Regions from separate parts of the Gossypium hirsutum genome. Here region 2 is linked to region 1. The links are chromatin contacts, called in public Hi-C maps. All regions are on one chromosome and are shown on one strand. The core of a region is the stretch at or near the end of the contact, and the rest is flanking DNA. Distances in the headings are between cores, read along the strand shown.

Region 1 (7,932 bases), core at 3,820-6,319:
TGAAACATGTTTTGGGATCAGGCTTATCATAAAATATTGATTTAATTTTAGATAAAATTTGATTATTACACAACTCATGAGATATATGTAATACCCCGAAAATTACTATAGTAAGAAAGTAAGATAATATTCCTGATATAGAAAAATAAGGAAATAAAGTGATAAAAAGGGTAATTTTGAGTTATGTCAACACTGGGAAGTATATTATGACATATTAATTCAAGAAAGGATTAAATCACAAAAGTGAGAAAAGTTTTGTTGCCTAAGAGTAAATACTCAAAATTTGAGGGGTTAAAGGTAAATACAAAAAAGTTGAAGGACCAATAGTGTAAATATTTTAATGGTGGAATAATCTAGAAACTAAGGAAAATGGATGAATTAGGACCAAATTGAAAATGTAAAGAATTTTGAGGGACTAAATTACAATTTTACCAAATTAAGTGATGACTCAAGGATGAAATTTTAAAAGATTATAAAGGGCAAAATGGTCAATTAGAGAGAGAGAATTCTAGAAGGTAATGATGATGTTGGTGATATTTTTAATTAATTAATTAGATAAATGTTATTTACTTAATATTTTATTAAGATTTTTAGTATTATTTTATTATTAAATGATTAATATAAAAGGGAGGAAAGATGAAGAGAAATCATCATCTTTCCCATGCATTTCACGTTAGAAGAGAAGAGAAGAAAGAAAGTTTTGCTTTCTTTACAATTTGGTCCTTCCACCAAAAAATTACCATTTTCACCTAGAAATCAAAAGAATTTCCATAGCCATCAAGAGAGAAAGATAACAAGAAGACTATGGGGAGCTAGAATATCAAGTTAGATTCAAGTAATAGAAGCTGGAGGAGAGAGAAAATCAAGTTAAAGGTTGAAACCAATAGGACAAGGTAAGAACATCAAGATTTCAACATATTTTTAAGTGTGATATTATTGAAAAAGTATGGAAATGATGTTATAGTAGAGTTTTCTTATATAAGGTCTTATGTTTTTGATATATTAGTGAAGGAAAATAAGAGAAAGTGATGAGAAATATTATAGAGAAAGGGAATAAGGGTGTTATAAATTTAGTAATCAACATTTTGCACTAAACAGTTTTGGACAGTAGCAGTAGGTTAAATTTGAAAAATCACCATAAATCGTGGAAATCAAATTAGAGTATGAATAAAATATGAAATTAAATCTTATTGAGTCTAGTTTCTCATAGAATAAATGGTGTAAGTAATGGAATTGTAAATCATGAGATATAATAAATTTTGTGAGACAATGTCAGAATGAATTCGGGTTCCCCTATTCTGAATTGGAAAAATAATTAAAAATTGTAAACAAATAATTATGGGTTATAATTTATATTTTTAAAATCCTTAATGAGTCTATTTTCAAGAGAAACAAACGACAACATCATTCAAAGAGATAATTAATTTTTAGTGAAGAGGGGTCGGAACTGTCAAACAATGAAATAGGGGAAAATTTAAAGAATAAACTGTACTTATTGGTTAAACTAAAACTTCTGAAAATTTTATAGTAAGAAGACATGTGAGTCTAGTTTCAGAGAAAATTAACGGTTCTCAATTCGAAGTTACGTAGCTCAAGATATAAATAATTTTGTGACTATGACTCAAGTGGACAACTTTGAATGAACAAATAAATAAATAGTGAAATTATAGATAATGTGACATATAAGCATGTTATATACATTAAGGATGTGGAATGGAGAGGAGGAGGAGGAAAATATATGATTATTCAACTAGCATGAGTTTTCATTAAAATGGCTAATTTGCATGTTTTAGGTTTAGGGACTAAATTGAATGAAAGTAATATTTTAAGGGTAAATTTGTAACAATGTCAAAAAGTGACCAAATTGCATGAAATGAATTGTTTTATTATTTAAATTAATAAATTGAATGAAATATTAATTTAGATCAAGATTGGGTGGAAATTTGAGGAAAATAGAAAATTTCTAAAATGTCCCTTAATTCTAGTATTTTTGCAATTTAGCCTGGTAAGTTCGTATAACTTAAATTATATTCTTAAATACCTGAAATGTTTGTTATTGATGGATCCCTGAAAAGGAATTGAAGGTAAAAATGATCTAGCCTGGACAGGTGATCATATCTTGATATAGCCCTCGTGAAGAATATGTGGAAAATAGATTTAGCCTGGACGGGTAATCCGAATTAGGGTCTGAATTTAGCCTGGACTGGTAATTCAGATCCAAGCTCATTAGAGTAATTGTCATTGCAGGGGATTTAGCTTGGACTGGTAACCCCGACAATACTCTATGAGTTTATATTACAGGGGATTTAGCCTGGACTGGTAATCCTGCTGTAAGGATGAGGTTCGCGAGAGTGTGCTCTCTGAAATGGAAATGTGCGCACATGAATATGAATTGACGGACTCGGATTTGTACACTTAGGTGTACCCATGAAAATCTATCGAAATTTTGAGAAATTCAACGGGATAAATATGGAAAAATAATAAGGAAATGGAAATCATGGTATTGATGAGCTCACCAATCTTGGTATATATATTATTGATACATGGAAATTATTGAACTAACTTGAATGTTGAGTTTATGCATGTTAGGGGAATAATGCATTGAATGGCATGTATAAGTTAAATTGGCCAACGTTAGCTCATTAATGTTTTGATTTTGATTGATTTTAAATATGAATGCTTGATGAAATGAAATGTCTGTAAATTAATTTGTAAACTCCGGTAATGCTCTATAATCTTATTCTGGCAATAGATACGGGTTAGGGGTGTTACAATATAATTTCTATACACATTAGTGAAAAGACATTTGAAATAACAGGAGTGACAATAATTTTTGTAACTATTGTTAATATTCTCGTCATAAGCAAATTAGTTATCGTAACTATTTTTCTTGTTAGAAATTTAATTCAAAGTAAAAAAATATGTCACCGTAGAAAAATTATTATGACAATTTATGTTCATCAGAATTGCTTACGATTTTAGTGTAAAAAAATTGGTCACAAAAATTAAATAATTGTAACCATTTAATTTTGCCACAATTGCTTACAATTTTAGTGTCGAAAATTTATCACAAAAAAGTTGAATATATGTGACCATTTATTACCGTCACAAGTACTTATAGTTTTAGTGTAAACAATTTGGTCACAAAAGGTTAAATATGTGTGTGACCATTTTTTGTCACAGTTGCTTACAATTTTGGTGGCTAAAATTTGATAAAAAAAATACAATAATAAAAGAGAGTTCGTGAGACAACAACCATACATCAAATCAATAGCCTTAAAAAGAAAAATTTTCTTCGATATTTCAGAGATGAGAGCTCACTAGGAAATAAGAAATGGAGGCAAATGTTTTCTTCGTATACTATTTCAGGCTAGATGTTTTCTTTAGATACTATTTTAGGGTTTTATTTAGGGTAGGGTTAATAAAAGTAATTAACCAGGTCACTTACTTTTTACTAATTTTGGTTTAAGTTTTCCTTTAAAATAAAAGAAAATGCCATGTCATTAGCCTATGTGGAATTTTTGGTTTTAAAAAATATAGTTGGTAACTATTAAGTGGCATGTCAGCAGAATTAAAAGATAACTATGGTCAACAAAGAAACCATTGGTCAAAAGGTTTAATTGATGTAATTTTGTGGGGGACTTAATTGATTTTTTTACAAAAATTTGTGGGCTTTTCTACCCCTTTAGCAATTTTTTAGATTTATCTTGATATTTTTATTTTAAAAATATATATAATAATCACCTAAATGACATCCAATTAATTTTAAATGAAACCCTAATATAATATTAATCTAACACTAATCTCTAATGTTAATCTAATATTAGAAAAAGAAAAAGATTAAAAAAATTTGAAATTCTATCTTGCCATCTAATCGAACTTTAAAAAATAAACTCAAAAAAATTTATTTAAAAATTTCAATTAGGTATTAACTTGTTTATATGTTAAAAACATGTTGAAAGAAGGTGGGTTCAATTATTTTATTAAAATATTTTAATAGTGTTATTATAAGTGATTGAAGTTATTAATAATTAAAATTAAATGATGTAATATGATTAAATCAAAAGTTTATGATCTATAAGAAAGTTAAGGTTAAATTCAATGATCTATAATATAAACCATTTAATATACATGAGATTTATTGTCCATAAATGAGAATTAAAAGTTAAAATTTTTAATAGTAAGTTTAGTATTTTTTTCTATATTTAATTTGTTGGCACGTACGAGAAAATTTTTATAATAATTAAAGCAAAAAATAAAAAATATAGGGGTTAAATTGGAAAAAAATGTAAATGTTATAGGTTAAATTTATGATTGTATTTGTTTTTCTATTAGAATTAACTCTGTTGAATTTTTTTTTAAAATGACAAAAGCTATAAATGAATTGCTAAGGCTACTTCCTGCATCCCTCCCATTGCCCCTCGATGCTATTTGAGTTTTAATTTAATTGGTATTGTTGTTGTTAATGTGATAACTTAAAGGATATGAATTCGAGTGTGCTCGAGCGCGTAATATCATTGCATGTTATTTATTTTATTTTATTTTATATATAACTTAAAAGACATATAATAATTTTCTTAATTGTGATTATGAAATTAGAATTGCACTATTATCGACTGAACCATAAATAAAGTGATCAAGGGTAAAGTCAAAATTATTTAGAGTATTGAAATTAAATTATATATTTTTGAGAGGTTAAAGTATAATTTTATTATAATATCAACATTTTTAAGGAGGTTGAACATTAAAAATCAAAATAGAAATTTATCATATATATTAATATCTCATTTCAATTTTTTTAAAAGAACTAAAAGGTAAATATTTTATTTTTGGGTCCAGTTGACACTATCACCCTCGTTTGTCCTCAAAAGTGACATAATATTCTCGAGTTGGATTTTTAAACCACTTTTATCTCATTTTTCATTATATAAAAGAACACAAAAACTATACTACTAAATAATTAAAAAAAATATGTATATAGATTTACATTTATCTCATAAAAAAATTACGTTTATCTCTTAATTCATATTATTTACAAATTTAGGGATTTACCATTTTGTAGATGGTCTATGATGTTGAAGGCAAGTTATCTTTTATTCAATGGGCCAATAGGAGTCACTCGCTGCCACTGCATTGCTATGCTGTGCAACCTTGTACTTGTTTTATTTGATCTCCCATTCTCCATAGAAATTCTTCCCTTAAAAACCCACGGAGTCAATGCCAATTACACCCTAACCCCACTTCCCTCCCAGATTTCGACTTTTGGAGGACCAAATTAAACCCTAACTTCCCCAAACCCCCTCAATTGAAAGTTGAAACCTCCAACAAAACCCTAACTCCCCCCAAACCCTAGCCCTGCGATTCATAGACTTGAAGAGCAAGAGCTGAAATCTTCCAATTTTCGAGAATAATTAATGGATTTCGACGAGTACGAGTATTTGGAGAAAACCGTGGAGGAGCAGGAAGATTCGAAGAAGAAGACCAAAGACGGAGGAGGAGCGGGGGATAAGAGCGAGAGAAGCTATAGGAAGAGAGATAGCGAGAGAGATGAAGAGGATGATGAAGGCAAGAGCAGTAGCAAGAAATCGAGAAGCGGTCGCGAAGAGGACGACGAGGAGAGGCGAGATCGTGACAAAGATCGGCGTAGAAGCAGCCGCGATAGAGAAAGGGAAAGGGAGAGAGATAGGGATAGAGATTTAGAGAGGAGGAGCAGTAGAGGAAGGGAAAAGGAAAAAGATAGAGAAAGGGATAGGGAAAGAGAAAGGAGAGATAGGGATAAGGAGAAAGAGAAAGAGAAAGAGAGAGATAAGGAGAGGAGAGAGAGGGAAAAGGAGAGAGAGAGGAGGGAAAGGCAGAAGGAGAAGGAAAGGGAGAGCGAGAGGAGAGAGAGAAGCAGCAGTAGGTCGAGGAGGCACGAGAGTGAGCTCGAGCGAGAGAAGGAGCGGGACAGAGAACGTGACATTGACATCAGAGACAGCAGGTGCCCTTTTATCGTCTCTTCCTCTAAGCAAATTGTGTTTTGAGGCAATTCCGTTGTGTTTTTTGCAATCCAATTGTGTTGCCTTTTTATGATCTAAGTGAGTTCAAGAACATGGTGGGGGTGCTCATTGTTGAGACGACGTCTTCTTGGGAGAGAATTTCATGTTCTATTTTGATGTTTAAGAATTTATCCATCTCAGTGATTGATGTGGAAAGAAACATAGTGAGAGGGTTTTTTTTTTATTAGTTTGCATCTGTAGAACTATTGTGCCATTTGGATGGGCATGTTTGATATATGTGGATGGTATGCTGCTCTAAATTTGGAAAGACCAGTTTGCTAAGAGCAGGATTTTTGTGATATTCTAGATTATCTAATGAATATGTATGTTTCAGGAAATTTAAAGACAAGAAGGAAGCAACAGAGCCTGAAGCTGATCCTGAGAGGGACCAGAGAACCGTTTTTGCTTATCAGGTAGATGAATTCTGTTTTTTGTTTTCATCTTTGAAGGACTATTAGGCATAAATGTTATACCTATGTGTACAAACATGCATTTCCTTTCGCATTTATTGATTACTGTTGAATTTGAATTGGTTGATGGCAGATGCCTCTAAAAGCAACGGAGAGAGATGTCTATGAGTTCTTCTCAAAAGCAGGAAAGGTTAGTCAGGTTTAATTCGGTTATTTTTTTTTCTTAATGTGAAGGTTGTATGTAATATTTTCACCATAGCTTTCAAGTATGCCAGGAGTCCATATTAATCAGTTTGGAAAAAAGTTAATGCAAATGATTTTGAGAATACAAGTGTAAATTTGGAATTCTAGATTTGTTTCAATTAAAACTCATCATTTAGATTTCTGGTATGTGGCAATCTCATTTTGCATGGTCATCAATTTTGTTTCTTTTATGCCTTCATAGATTGGTGATAATAACTATAAATTGATGCATATATGCATATTATTGAGATACATCTACTTCCTCTTGCAGTATATGCTCCTTTGCCTTCAGTTACGAGTAGTATTATGAATTTGTTGTGTCTCAACATACTATACATGTGGGGTGAGTTAAAATCACATGTGTTAAAACAATATTTTCAGGAATCCTTTGATATGTCTTTTATGATAGCTTGAAAGTCTGGAATTTCCCGTTATATTTAATTTTTTGCAGCTACTGTTTTCTGTTTGATCTCATATTTATCTACATTATGATTTTCAGGTGAGGGATGTTCGGCTGATCATGGATAGGAACTCAAGACGATCAAAGGGAGTTGGGTATGTGCTTTTATGTTGAGCAAAGTTGTACTTTCTTTTGCAGTCTTGTTAAATAAGTATTCGCATCTATGCTTTCAAGAATCAAGTTTAACTGTATTCTTAAATTCACTAGCAATGCGATAATGATGAGGGATGATGGGAATTGCACTCATGTTTAATCAATTCATGCTGCGTTCGCAAGGTAGATGACATATACCTAAATTTTTTTCTTCTCCCAGAACTCTACTGTTTTGAATTTTCTATGCGTTAAGGTAACAGATAAAGATGAGTACCTTCGACCAATTCTTAGCTTGTTAATGGTTCTGATAAGGATTTAATGATACTTCTTCCAATTTAATCTAAATGTGGTTTTCCTTAGAGGACTTAAAACTCATTTGCAGGGCTTTTTCTTTTTTTATTCCCCTAATATGTTAGTTTTCAATTTTTTTTTTTTGCTTGTTGAGGTTGAACGTGAGGGGTTGGGATGATTTCTTGGTTCTTATCTTCATCTTTGATTTTGGTAGTTTTCAGAGTTAATTCTGTCATCTTAGTTATAGAGTATAACGTTAGAAGGTGGTTACTTCTGGCTTTTTATTATATATTAGGACAGGGCAACAATACAACCTCCTTTTTAAGTCCTGATGTGTTGCTTGGTTATCTTGGTGTATGATATCTATTCAGCTTTTCTAATCTTGTTTTGCTGAGCT
Region 2 (7,932 bases), core at 3,687-6,186, 130 kb after region 1:
AATTTCTTTAAAAAGAAGAAGATCAACCTAATGTTTCATGATAGCTTGAGCAAGATGCTTACATAAAACATGAAGCCATTCCTTAAGATCTAGGCAAAAAAATCAGACTAATGCCAAAAGAGTTCGAAGACATATGACTTCCTGCTCTTTGGGCACTTCTCGGAAGATAGTAGCCATATTTTGCGAGGATGCTTCATGGCTGTCTTTGCCTGGATATTAAGGAATGGCTTCATATAATTTATGTAGACCAGATCATTTTGCTGTTGATACTGTCGATTAGGACATCCTTTTTGGAGTAATATGCCGGAATCTATGGTTGCGGAGGAATAATCTTGTCTTAAACGACAATTTTGTAGAAATAGTGTTTACTTGGCAGAAGTTTTAGGATGCGCTCTGAGATTATTTATACTTTGCAAATGTTTATGGCTTTTTGCAGTTCCAACATTGTTAGGGAATGGCAGACAGTATCCTAGTGTCACCGGCCGCAGTTCAAAGCCCGTGACCATCGCACCAAATGCATCCAATAGGGGTCTATTACTCAGATGTGGATCATTTGGCCCGCGAGAATTGGCCCGATTCAAAGAGATATTGGAGAAGCCTGTCAGATTGAAGCCTGGTAGGCCCGATAACGAAGAGATGACAACTTAGGCTAATATGATAACTAATCTTAGAAGATAGTGTGAATCATATATTGTAAAGATTAGATTAGATTTGATATGACATATCTTGTAAATCCCTAAAATAAAGGGATATGGTTAATCTTGTCCGTCGATTAATTGTATCTTGACCGTCGGTTTTAGGGGAGCTCAACTATAAATAGAGAGCCTCCCCTCAGTTGTACTCACTCCATTCATTGTTTCATTATTCTTTGTGAATAAGAGAGTAGAGAGCATTTACTCAAACACTTTGCGAGCGTTCTTTCTATTGTTCTTTGTTGTTCTTTGTTGTTCTTCTTTTGGCATAAATCGCTTCCGCTCTTCAATTTGGTGCCTTGGAGGAGTTCTTAAGGAATCCTCACTTGAGTTAAGGTTGACTTAGGCGAGCTTGGACGAACGGATCACCTAAGGCCGCACGGATCACAAGAGAAAACTCTAGCCCCGTGACACTAGAGGCCTCCACCAAATGATACTTGGAAAGTAAGCACTGATGGCGGTTTATCTACTTCAGGTAGTGCTATAAGAGATTCGACTGGCAGATGGCTAAGGTACCTTGGCTGTCGAAAGGTGATTTTAGAAATGGATAGCCAAGCTGCTAGGCAGCAAATCAATGGCTTGGATAATGCACAAGAATCTTCTGCTATTGTTGGTGGTATTAAGGACCTACTGAAAAAGAATTAGGATATGTGGTTCACTTATAAGCGATCACCAATTCTTCTTTAATTGTAAATTAATTGTAGTAATCGTCTAACGAGTAATTCATACCAAAAGAATAATCCCAAAAAAATATTTTCACAATTTAATTTGTCAGTTGCCTTGCGAATTAGAAGAACTCAACTCAAATAAGGGATCTTTCTTGAAACAAGGCTAAAAACAATACTATTAGATAATCCTATCTATCTTTCGAACCAGAGAAAAAATAAATATACAAATAAAAAGAATTAAATATGATTTCGGATCTCACAACTCAACATTAAGATTTAATCGACCTTTGGCTAGAATATAATTTAGTTAATAGTCATAATTTACTAAACAAAGAAATAATAAAAATAAAATTTAATAAAACAAAAAGAATAGAAACAGAGAGAGGCACAAAATCCAAATCAAAAAAGAAAGAAAGAAAAGCTATTATCTTACAGAAAGATGTCCCCGGCTCTTCTAATTTTCAGTTTTTAAGCTAAAAATTATTACTTAGTATTTTATTCCTACATAAATTCTTATAAATAAAATTAAATATTTATCTAAATAAAATATAAAAAATAAAACTTAATCTCAATTAAACTCCTAAAAATATCTTTATAAATAATATTTAAATAAAAATAAAATAATCCTAACATCTAAAAAACCTTGTAGTCAAATTACTATTCTCATGTCCAAATTTTTCACTTGTCTATATTTTGAATTCGTATTGCACTTACATAGAAATTAGGCAATAAACACTAAAATTAGTAGTATCGTGCCCAAAAATTTATCAAAATAAAACACATAAATATGTCAATTTGACACAATATCAATCTTCATCCAATAATGGTAAAAGTGATAATTAAGTTACTTCCTTCTCATGAAACATTGAATGTAACAAAACAACAACCATTAAAGTTGTGAATTTAGTTTATGTTTTCTAATTGGATCGTTCTTAGCCTCTATATTTTTTTTTGAAGCCTAAACTACAATTGTTAAACCCATTAAATTATTATTACAAGTACAGTCAACCCTCTCTACAATAGTCCCATTTGTCTACTTAAATTTTGTCTGTTTTAGAGAAGTTGTTGTTATAGAGAAACAACTGTTGTAAACTTACTGTAGAATTCATATAATGTATTTCTATAAAATAAAGAAAGTGAGAATTATGTTTAAAAAAAAAAAAGAAAGCGAAAATCAAATCAACAAATTTAAAAATGTATAGCAGGTGCATGTATTATTGCTTTTATGCATATTTATTTTACATTTTTTTCACATGATTAATTATAAAGTTTATAGATCTAACAAGTTCAATTAACCAATATGAGTTCTCAAATTAAATTAATTAATCTATCATGAGTAATTAAATTCAAGTAATCAATTTATAAGTTTATGATGTTCTAAATTCATGGTAGAATATTTAATTAAGGAACTTAATAGTTTTATTGAATTGATGTCTTTAATTCCATTTATGGAAGATTATTTCTATTTAATAAAATATGATTAGTAGATTTTTCTACATGAAATTTAGTCATTTTGTTGAAATAATATTTTAATTAATATAATTTTCATTTAATAAATGATAATTAATAGACTTGCTTATATGAAATAACTATAATTTTACTTAAAAGTTTAGACAATGTGATGGTATAAGATTGAACTTCATAATTATGGATATTGCTATTATAAGTGAAAAGGTGTTATAGATGTTAAAATAAAACATAAAGATTCGGTTGTCCAAGAAACTTGACCATTATAGTGAAATATTGTAATATGTAAAATAACAAGTTAACATGACATTACATATATAATAATATGTTTGTCGTATAAGATCTTAAAAATAGCATAGTTAATTCAATAACTACCGTTTGGTCAGAATTAAAATTTTAAAATCTAAAAATACATAAATTAAAAATATCAAATTAAAGTATAAAGATTAAATCCGGATTGCTGCATAACTTAACCTTTGCTTTTTGCTTGGAAGTTTCAGGAGTCCTGTTTCCTTTTAGCATAATTTAATCTATAGCAAAATGGGTAAACAATATTGAAAGCTGCAGAAGGTTGTTGTTGATTGCAGTGAGTTCAGTATTGTATTACAGATTAAGGCAACCTATGTTCCCTGGACTCAAGATCAAGTGCCAGTATAAGTATCATACACCATAATTGGAGCTACTGAGCTAACAAAGCTTACAATCTTTATTGAGTTGCCTAAGCTGTTTTGCAACATCAGTTATCATCGGTCGATTCTCGGGATTTTCTTGTGTACAACAAAGTGCAATCTTCGCCAAACTTACCAACTCATTACCATTGATTCTTTCACTCAAAATACTTTGATCCACAATTTCGGTTAACCGATTGCTTTCGACATAATTCGACACAAATGCTCTAAAGGGTGCTTCCTCCACACTATGATCCCCAGATTTTCTTCTAGTTAAAAGCTCAAGTAACAGTATGCCAAAACTATAAACATCAGCCTTTTCATTTATTTTGCATTCCAAAACCTCAGGTGCTATATACCCAACTACCCCGGAGATGGCATCTTCTACGACATGCGATTTTCCTTTCGGAATTGCCACGGAGAGCGAGAAATCAGCAAGCTTAGCAACATAATTCGTATCTATTACTATCGATATCAACGAAAGCCCTCGATGAATAACAGGCCTGGACAAGGCAGTATGGAGATATGCGACTGCATTAGCAATATCCATTGCAATCTTTATTCTAGACTTCCATGTTAATGGCTCAAGTTGCCCATCACTAACATCAAACATTAATCTTTGGAGATTCTTTTCACCACCATATTCATAAACAAGCACTGGATTTTGAGTCTCTAAGCAGCATCCAATGAGTTTTAGAACATTCTTGTGCACACTCATTTGTGAGCTAATTACTATATCTGTGATAGCTGTTTCAAGGCATTTGTTATAGCTTCCGTACCGTTTCACAGATAGCTCCCGACCACGCAGAAAGCCTTTGTATAACACGAAATGAACGTACCTCGAAATTTCCTGACCGACATCGTAACCTTTCGTTGCTTCGCTCAGCTCCTCGGCGGAGAAAGTACAAATAGGATTACATTTACCATCAGATGAGGCAATAAGCTTTTCTAATAACATACTCCCATTCTTCAACAATGGTCCCTCATCCTTGCCTTGCCTTTTTATTCTGAAACATGATCCCATCTCCCCTTCCTTCAACATTCAATAAATACCTGCAAAGATGCTAAATTAGAGACTAATACATCGGGAAAATAGCAAAAAAAGACAATTTTCTTCTAATTGATTGCATTTGACAATACTTTAATTATTATACAGATTAAAAAGAGAGTAAAATAGCAGAAGAGGCAAGCACCTAAAATGGCAGAAAAAAAGGGGGAGAAAGTGAAAACCGCAGGAAGATGATAAAAGTCAGACCAGGCATTAGAGTCGATCTCAGGAAGCTTACATTAAGACCAATAAAAAGGCAGGCAGCTTTCTCTGACTTTCTCTTTTCAAGAATTGATAAGGTACCATTGGCATAATAAATCCATTGGATCACCACTTAGCCCATTGCTCACAAATTTGGGTCCAAATTCACTGTTTCAATTTCATCTCAGTGTTACTTCAATCTCAGAACTAGGTTTTGGCAGGCGTATCATTGATGGTGAGATCCATGGCCCAGTGTAATAATAAACACAAGTAGTAGCTTTGCATATTTAGGAAACTTACCCAAAATAAATTTGATAGAGAACCCACATATGATATTTTTACTCATGATGAGACTTAAACCTCGTAACAAAACCACCTCAATCTTACTTGACTAGCAATAAAGAAATACTAAATGTGTTGTATGATTAATTTGCTAGGTAGAGTAGAAAGAAAATTGAAAAAGAAGAAGAAGAAAGTTTAAAGAAGTAGAAAACTAGAAAGAAAATATACATTGATATACTTGGTAGGAAAGATTAAAAAATTGAAAGAAAATATTAATTTATTTTCCTTAATTGCTAAGAAGAGTTTAAAGACGAAAGGATGAAAATGAAAATGTTAAAAATACATTCTTTTATTTTCTCAATCTAAAATGATTTGTTTTTAAGCATAGATAAAAACTTCTCACTTTTCTTTTCAACTAAATACACTTAAAATTTATTTTTATTCATATTTCAATGTATTAAAATATAATAAATTATGTTTGATCTCCTTTTAACTTCACATTCTTTTATAAAATCGTAATTTGGTAGAATAAATTTAATAAAATTTTAGTTTAAATCTCGCTAATTTTATTAACTTAACATATCTATCACCTTTTTAATCAATTAAATAGCTACATTTATATATCAATATTTTCATTATATTCATAACATTAAAACACTCATTATAATATTAAATACAAATTTTGCATTTTACTTTTTTTAATGTAACCTTGTGTTTTTTGTAATACAAAATAATTTTTATCTTTTTTAATCATCTTACTTAATACTATCCACATTTCAATAATAAAACTTTAATTTATAGAAAAAAATTACTTATATAATTTTTAAAAAATTGAATTCTTTTATTCTATATGAAAATTTTAAATATTATTCGCAATATTTATACCATAAATAATATTTAAATTAAATTGTTTAATTTTAAATTAAGTTAAGCTCGAATAGTAAAAGATTTCTTTAATAATATTAAATTATGATAAATGGTTGAAATTTCTTTCCATTAAAAGTGCTATATTACATAATAGAAAGAGCAAAACATTATTTTAAGCAAACCCCATGAGATGGCCTGATGGTCAAGGGTGTTCACCGTTTCAGGTTGGTTGTTTGAGCTTTGCCTTGTTATTGTAATTTACAAAAAAAAAAAGGAAACATGATTTCAAACCAAAGTTAATGATAACTTCGTTGTCTTAGGAAACTATTGTAAATTATGTGTGAGTTTTTTAATTAGATATGATTTTGTTTATTGAGGCTGTTATAAATTGTGTAACTCGAATCCCGTCACTTGTAAAAGAATTAAATGTAGTGGCAAAATAAGGGGATTTGTGAGGGCGAAAGGCCGAGGGCCGTACATTAAGCACAAAATTGGACTGGGGTTGTGACCAACGGTGCATGGGCGGAGCCCCTGCGATACGGACCATATAGCACAAGTTGAATTCATATAGAACTATTCTTCTTCTATTTGACTTTGATTAGAATAAGGTTTTTCAACCCTTAAATAGATATAATCGAAACCCCTCTTGTTTCATTCGTTTTTCAATATTAGTGAATTTCTCCTCTTTTGTCCGTAGTTTTTTCTCGAAAGGGTTTTCATGTAAAATCTGTGTGTTCTCATTTTTCTTTTATTCTTGCTTTGCGATCGTTCTACCACCATTATCAACGTACAGAGGTACTTTAAGACACCCACTCACTCTCATTCAATTAAATTATTTAAGATTTCGATAAATTAAAAAATAAAATTTCAATTGAAGACATTATCTGACTTATGTTCCTCTCAAGAATTCATATATATAACAAAACTAAGGCTCATCAACAACTTTTGTTGAGTTTGTAAAATATGTTTTTTTTAATTACATATAAAATTATATTAAAATAGATTGATATATTAATATCACGAATTGATTGGACATCAATAATTAACAAATTTACTTAAAACCCTTTGATATTAACAGTCATACTAAATTTAAAGATATTAAATTACACTTTTAAATTCCCTCTGTCGTAATGGCAGTTCTTTTCTAATTCGGTTTACTAAAGCTGAAGGAGCTGTTAAGACTTTTGTTTCTAGTTAATTAGGGATTGGGTGTTTTTGGCGTAGAACTCTGATTAATTGAGTATAGGAGCGTTTAGTTTGTTTTTTACCGAATCATTATGATAGAAGACAATTTAGCAAATTTAAGAATTCATGTTGTGGAGGAGGAAATCTGGGCGGTGGATGAGGATGTGGAAGAGGAGGTGGAATAAGAATTTTGTTTGGTAGGGTGTTTCATGACAACGAGAATGGTAAACTTTCAAGCCATGAAGAATACGCTGGCTAATGTTTGGCACCCAATTGGTGGCGTAGTTATCTCAGATCTGGGGGAGAAGAGATTTTTATTTAAATTCTTTCATGATGTGGACATTGAAAAAGTGATAAAAGGGGCACCATGGACCTTTAATAACCATCTGCTAGTTTTTCACAGGCTATTGGAGGATGAGGACCCGATGGAGGTGCCATTGACTTATTCTTTTTTTTTCTGGGTACAGATTCATGATCTGTTACCAAGAATAATGTCGAAGATGGTTGCTAAGCAATTTGGTGACTTTATTGGGTCTTTTATTGAATATGATGCAAGGCAGATAGGGAAGGGATACTAGAGTTATATGAGAATACGAGATTGGTGGATGTGAGGGTTCCATTGAAGAGGAGGAAGAAATTAGTGACACCTAGTGGAAAACAGTTTTATGCGAGATTCCAATATGAAAAGTTGACTTTGTTTTGTTTTTTTATGTGGTTGATTGGGCCATGAGGATGGTTTCTGTCCACTACGAGTTAAAAGCAAAGGTGCATGACCTAGAATTAGGTTAAGATACATTTTTGAGGGTGCAAAAAAACAAATCAAATTTTTTCACAAGCGTATAACTTAAGGAGGA

What was found. A called contact is a pair of places that touch in the nucleus more often than the background predicts.
Region 2: a Hi-C map of fibers shows a contact between it and region 1, with 4 times the contacts expected there. The contact joins the promoter of LOC107950588 here to the promoter of LOC107950593 in region 1. A contact is called at or near these places in 7 of 34 Hi-C or Micro-C datasets (anther, callus, fibers and 3 more).

The regions. Positions count from the first base shown.
Region 1 is chrD03:7,130,691-7,138,622 of Gossypium_hirsutum_v2.1, forward strand. It overlaps LOC107950593 (RNA-binding protein 39), which reads left to right and starts at 5,070. Exons shown (of 13, transcript XM_041089710.1): 1 at 5,070-5,980; 2 at 6,373-6,451; 3 at 6,582-6,638; 4 at 7,191-7,246. The coding sequence starts at 5,415.
Region 2 is chrD03:7,265,287-7,273,218 of Gossypium_hirsutum_v2.1, forward strand. LOC107950588 (non-functional pseudokinase ZED1) reads right to left here and starts at 4,937. Exons shown (of 2, transcript XM_016885466.2): 1 at 4,689-4,937; 2 at 3,390-4,548. The coding sequence starts at 4,537. The coding sequence ends at 3,515. LOC107950587 (a long non-coding RNA gene) reads right to left here. Exons shown (of 5, transcript XR_005911129.1): 5 at 7,735-7,932.